Linked DNA regions of Anas platyrhynchos: region 2 is linked to region 1. The links are chromatin contacts, called in public Hi-C maps. All regions are on one chromosome and are shown on one strand. Each heading gives the region's core, a stretch centred on a gene start, on an enhancer-like site or on the middle of the called end of the contact. The rest is flanking DNA. Distances are from core to core; before and after follow the strand shown. Region 1 overlaps FAM185A (family with sequence similarity 185 member A). Region 2 holds the start of ARMC10 (armadillo repeat containing 10).

Evidence for each region. Hi-C and Micro-C count contacts between places; a contact is called where the count stands out from the background.
Region 2: a contact with region 1 is called in a Hi-C map of F1 follicle, with 3 times the contacts expected there. The contact joins the promoter of ARMC10 here to the enhancer-like site in region 1. A contact is called at or near these places in 3 of 8 Hi-C or Micro-C datasets (F1 follicle, liver and subcutaneous adipose tissue).

The regions. Positions count from the first base shown.
Region 1 is chr1:13,092,383-13,095,570 of IASCAAS_PekinDuck_T2T, forward strand. All of the region lies in intron 3 of FAM185A (family with sequence similarity 185 member A), which reads left to right. Among named protein-coding and RNA genes, the nearest start is that of FAM185A, 22 kb to the left of the region's middle. Within about 2 kb of position 1,764, at least 2 of the 8 cell types and tissues checked have an H3K27ac peak or open chromatin away from gene starts, as enhancers often do. A contact at or near this core is called in subcutaneous adipose tissue, where this site is marked.
Region 2 is chr1:13,199,469-13,202,376 of IASCAAS_PekinDuck_T2T, forward strand. ARMC10 (armadillo repeat containing 10) reads left to right here and starts at 1,556. Exons shown (of 6, transcript XM_027459555.3): 1 at 1,556-1,711; 2 at 2,882-2,908. The coding sequence starts at 1,588.

The DNA of each region.
Region 1 (3,188 bases), core at 514-3,013:
TGAGTGACCTGATACTTGCACATGCTTCCTAACTCCAGTTTTATGTAGTAAGAATTAAGAATAGAAAGTTTCATATATTTGTTTGCAGCTGAGGAAATGCAGTAATCAATCACATGTAATCCTGCTGAGATGCAGTGAGAATAACCATGAGCAGAAAGTTTTAGAGAAGTAGCTTGCCTTTTTCAGCAGGTGGCAGTATGAGACAAGCCTCGTGCTATGCTAATCTGGTTTTGTTTCTTAACGTGAGTTGTCAATTCTCCATTATTTAGGATAGTGCAGTTAGGATCCTTTACATAAGAGTAGTTTTCACACCCAGTCTGGTTCTTAGGCTCAATTTGAATGTTCAGTCATAATACCCATGCATCTGGTTGCATTAGGTAGGGTTCATTCAGTCAGAAGTATTGATACATGAACATGTGGAGGCAAGGCTGGAAGTAGCTTGGATGCATGCAGAAGGCTGTCAAAATCACTAACTACCCTTAAAACCAGCAGCACTGGGAAGAAGCAGAAAGAGTTCTTGTAGCTCTCACTAGCCAAAGATAGAACTGAGACCAGGCTGTTAAGTTCCAGTAGTCCGGAATTGCCTCTGCAGAGTGCCATTTAGTGCTATTGCATGCCTTGTAGATTGGGCTCTGAGATTATATGGTGACTTGTGTAGAGTCAGCCGTGAGCTGTTTTTAACTTCCTGTTGAAAATTAAGTAACTCGCCATTGGATTTTCCAAAAGCTGTGAACATTACCTGCATTTCTTTGCAGTGGATGCTAGCCGTCCTTTTTGTGTACAAAGGAGCCCTGAGGCTGCTGTAGCTGAGCTATTTATTGCTATTTCTTTATGAACATTATTTCATCCCAACAAGACCTCCTAGCGTAAAGCAGAGTGGGTAATGTTTGACATGCTCTCATGCCACAGTTGGACCATCAGTACTGGCCGATTATTAGTTCCTTTGGGCCTTTTTACTAGTTAGGGGAGTTGGGATCCATCCTAAGCCACTAGCGATCACAGAAAATAAAAGAGCAGAGATAATTTACAGCCTTCTTAATGCCTGTTATATCTTCCCGTAGAGGGCTTCCACTGGAAGGATTTGGAAATTGGAATCCTTGCTTTCTACCAGTGAAAAAGATTCAGTGCTATCTAGGGGGAGTGCTTTGACCACTGTGGATTCATGCTGTTTGCAACCTACTAGCATGGTGATCATCTTTAAATTAGACTTGGTGTTGCTTAGTCGTTTGTTCCAAAGTAGTTTGTTACACCAGTGGAGTCAAGGGAGTTTGTTTCAGATCCTGTCTTAGTGGTGCTGATCAAAATATGTATGGTAGAAAAATCATGAGATGTAGATGTACATGACAATGAGAAATGTAACGGTTTTGCTTTGAAATTTTAGAATCATTCAATTGTTGTTTTTTGTGGGTTTTTTTTTGGTGGTGTGTTTTTTTTCAGGCATGCTGTCCTTCTGAAGCAATAAAACTTCATGCAGATTAATCTGAAGTGCTTCTTTGTGATTATCAATATTTATACAGTATGTAGTACTGCTAGAAGCTAGTCTTATGGTTGCAAAACTGTAGGAATTCAAAGTGAGTAATTTTAACAGGAATTTGCAGCTATGGAACAGTTCTGGCTCACATTACTGCTCATTAGAAAAAAATGTGTAGTTAGAAAGGATAGTGTGAGACTTCTTTTCTCAATTGGCCACTTCTGTTAATCATCAGTTTGCCTTACATCTCCCCTGTGTGACCACCTGAGGTGTTTCTTCCATCAGATGTAGTCATCATTATGTAGTTATGGCTCTGTCAGCATTTCCAGCCCCCTCCTGGAGGTGGGGAAGGGAAGGATGTGGTAGAAGACACTAAAAATGTAGAAAATATTTTAAGGGTGTGAAAATGGAGAAGGTATTAGTAAAATGGTTGAACAGAATAACACACAGAAAAACAAAGCCAAGAAAAATAGAATGTGTGGAAGGAGTTGTTTTTGTCTTATTTAAACATAGCAAGGTGTTAGTTTTCATCTGGAAAGTACGGTCAGGTGTGAAATCAAGTCTGATTTGTGATGATGGACTGATCCTTTTTTTTTCTTTAAAGCATAAGAGTCTGCGGGAGCTTGAGCATGTGGTCAGAAACTGTAACTCCCAAGGCTTTACTCTGAAGGGAGGGAGTTTTCCCAGAAAAGCTGGTGACTTGACGGACAAAAATAATCAAATCTGTTTGACTGGGGAGTCATTAGCTAATCTGTGCCACAGGGACTTTTCTATATCACTTATTTAACAGAGCCAAACATCTATGTTCTGCCAAAAAAATCATAAAAGTTAAATAATTTGAGATTGAAAACATATTTCGTCTCAGCAGAAGAGCAACCCTATTTTTTCCTGCTTCCCCATCTAGAATATATTTTAGTCTTTTACTTGAGCAGTCTGACTCCTTAACTTGGGTTGTTCTGAAACAAATATCTATTATACTGGTAGTGGTTTTTATAGTCATTAGCTGACTCAATATTTCTTTTTATTGTGTACTGCGATGAATTTTCTTCTTCCTGCTGTGCATTTTTAAGAAAGGTACTTGTGTCTGGTAAATAAGATAAGTTGATCAGTGAGCTTGTTTTTAATAAGATGTCTCACTAGGTATTTATCTTAAATATTAATATAGTCAAAACCATAACATAGTAATAGATGTAGCTTTTTGCTTCAGGCTTTCATTTTCCTGCTCAAGAATGCCACTAGGCAGGCATTTTGTACCCAAACTGTATAGAATGTATATTTTTTTCCTTAAATCATGGCTAGCTCTTACTTTTGTCATGCTGATAGCAACAATAGCACTGCTTAAGTTGGCAGGGTGCACTGCAGGTTGCTTAAATACCTTCAGAAAAGGCTTAGATTATAGAGTCTAGAATGACAGTGGCTTTTATTTGTTGCCTTGGGTATATGCCACAGCAGTTTTACACTTTGTCAGAGTCAATGCTGGTGACTGAGGGAGTAGCAGAGTATTTGGTGTGAAACATTTCTAGGGCGGATGCAATCTAAATTTATGTTTTTTTTAAGGTCTCTGCTTGTTAGAATTTCATTAGAGATGTCAAAAATACAGAAAAAAATGAATTACTGTCACTTTCAGGAGCAACAGGTTGCTGTAGTTTCAAGTTGTTCTTTCCTAATATCATTGGTTTTGTTTAGTGTTGATGCTTAGGTTCTGTAGAATTATTTT
Region 2 (2,908 bases), core at 306-2,805, 110 kb after region 1:
CAGTGAGCACCAATATCTAAGAAAAAAAAAAAAAAAAAAAAAAAAAGATGAAAAGACCTGACAGAGGCTAATTTTATAACTGGCTCTTTCCCTTAAGAAATTCCCTTTAATCTGAACCTGAGTTCTGTCATTTTTAGTTTATTAATGCCACTACTGCTATAAAGGTATTTATAACTTTTGCTTGGAAATGTAAAATACAGCTATTTTTGAAGTGCTGAATCAAGAAATACGCCATATGCATGATACATCTTATGTTCTTCTGAGCTTAAAACAAAATAAAATAAATAAATAAATAAAGAATGATCAAGAGAAGGATTCTCTTGAGAGGTACTCAGTCTGCTTGGTGTGCTGCTCCATAATTATTCTAATTGGCTCAGGATTTTTTATTAGTGTTTCCATGGAAATCCTGGCTGTAATAGCTGCTTCCAAGTGGGGTCTATTTTTGGTACCTGAAGTATCAGGATGACTCTTAAACTGTTTTTTTTTTTTTGTATTGTCGTTGTTTAAGGAAGCTGCAAAAGGGCTGCTGCAGATTTTGAACTAGACAGAGGTGAAATTGGCATAGGTAAAAAGGGAAGAAACCAAAGAAATACAGAGAATAGGGAAGAATGCTGAAGCTGGAAATACAAACTGTTTCCTCTGTAGCTCTTCGTGTTGTGACATGGTTTTACACCCTAATGTTTCATGGAAATGTATTTCCTCCTGTGTCAATACCACCAACACCCAAAACGTGGCACAATACCATTTTTGACAGGCCATAAAAAACGCAAACAGCGCGCAGCGCTCAGCAAGAAGGAAAGCACGCAGGCGCTGAGCACTTTCCTCCTGAAATCTAAAAGCATTTCCATAACCAAACCCCAAAAAATTAATCAAATCTCGGAGGGTGCCCAAGCAGCTCGGTGCTCCCTTCCCTCCGAGCTGAGGGGGAAGCTCAGGGTCCCGCTTTCCCCGGGGCCCGGCTCGGCCGCGGAGCTGAGGCAATGCCGCCGCCATTACTCGAGGCAGGCCCCGAGGTGCTGAGGGGCGCCATGGCCGCGGGCCCTGTGGGGCTGGGGGCGCCATGGCCGGGGCTGCCCCGCTCGGTGTCTGAAGTAAAAGGAGTAAAAGGAGTAAAAGGAGTAAAAGGAGTAAAAGGAGTAAAAGGAGTAAAAGGAGTAAAAGGAGTAAAAGGAGTAAAAGGAGTAAAAGGAGTAAAAGGAACGCCGGCAGGGAGAGGGGGCGGCCAGCAGCACCCCCGGGGCGCATATTTTCAAACGCGTTTATTTCTAATGCGTTGGGTGTATTTTGTTAAGACTTTATTAGGTTTGTTTTTAGTGGTCTCTGTAAATAGACGCATAGTTAAGAATAAAAATAACAGTAATAAAAAAGTGCGTTCTCCTTTTTCTCCCAAGTCTCTCGCAAAGGCTCTTCGCGGCTGCTGGGCGCCGCTAAAGCCGAAGCTGCGCTGAGGTACGGCAATGCCCGGCTCCCATCAGCTCCCTTCACCTTCTCCATCTCCCTCAGCTCCCTCCACCTCCCTCAGCCCCCTCGGCTCCCCCCGGCTGCGGGGCGGTGCCGGATGGGGCGGCTGCTTCCGCGGCCGGGGCGATGGGGGAGCGGCGGGGGGCGGCGGTGAGGGCGGCGGCGGCCGGGCTGGTGCTGGGGGCCGCCGCCTGCTACTGCCTGTGGCGGCGGGCGGCGGGAGGGGGCCGCCGGCGGGGGCCGCCCTCAGGTGAGGCGGGGAGGGGATGGCGGCAGCGCCGGGGGCTCGTCTGGGAGAGGCCCCGAGCCGCGGGGAGAAGCCGCCGTGTGTGGCGGGGTGTGGGCTTGTTATTTAAAAAAAAAAGCACAACAGCCCTCAAATATATGCATTTTTAATTCCCCTAAAGCTTATATATCCAATCGGCGTATCAACTTAACAGGTTTCTACGCAGTTGTGGTGTTGGAGCTGTGTGCCCCCATAACTCAAAGCCAAGCAAAAGCGGGCCTGAAGGAACGTGCAATGTGAAAATGCAGATAAGAACCAATTTAGTTGGTTTCCCTAGCTAGCTGTTGGGTTATCGTAATTTGCTTTGGTTTTATTTATTTATTTATTTTAAATCAAGGAATGTGATGGTGTTTGCCTGAGGAAGTGCTGGCAGCAAATATGAGAACCTGCGAAGGATTTCTTAGCTTCCAAAAGTCATTTCCAGCCATCCGTGACTAGTCCGATAGTCACAGATCGGGTCTTCAAGCAGTTCAGCTACCTAAATAGTTCTGCCTCCAACCTGGCTAATAATGGTCCTTGCTGTCATTAGTGTCACAGTTTTATGAAAGCCAGGTACTTCACAGCATCATTCAGATGGAGAAGTGGCCTTCCTTAGCCAAGCGACTGCACTCCATGAACAGCAGCATTCTTAACATTTTGGCTGTTACTTCATCAAAGAACCTCAGCTTACTGGCAAAATATCATTAGCGTAATTTCTGGAAATAGTAGTCCTCAAATCCGAAGTTTTATTCTCTTTTCCCACAGTGTTCAGACAGATCTCCGTGTTTCATTTCAGGGAACATTAGAAAAAAATTAGCATGTTTGGTGAATAATCCTTATAATTTTGAATGGGAGGTTTGCTGTTGGTTAACCAAAGAGTAATGTACACCAAGCTCTGTTTACATATTCCTTTTATTCTTTTTATCATTTCTACTTTGAAAAGAAGTAGCCATGGGATTCAGGAAAAAGGATGGGAGTCCTGCTGTGGTAAAACAGAATCTTTTTGCTATGATATGGTGGTTGGGTACAATCAAACTCAGAACAATATGTACTATAACTAAGAGCTAAGGCTCAGCTTGGTAAAAAAAAGCATTCAGTGGTAACTGTGAAATGTCTGAAACTTGGTATTAAGTATTTCATTTAATTTTTAAACAGTGACAGACAAAAGTCCTCCAGAGTCAC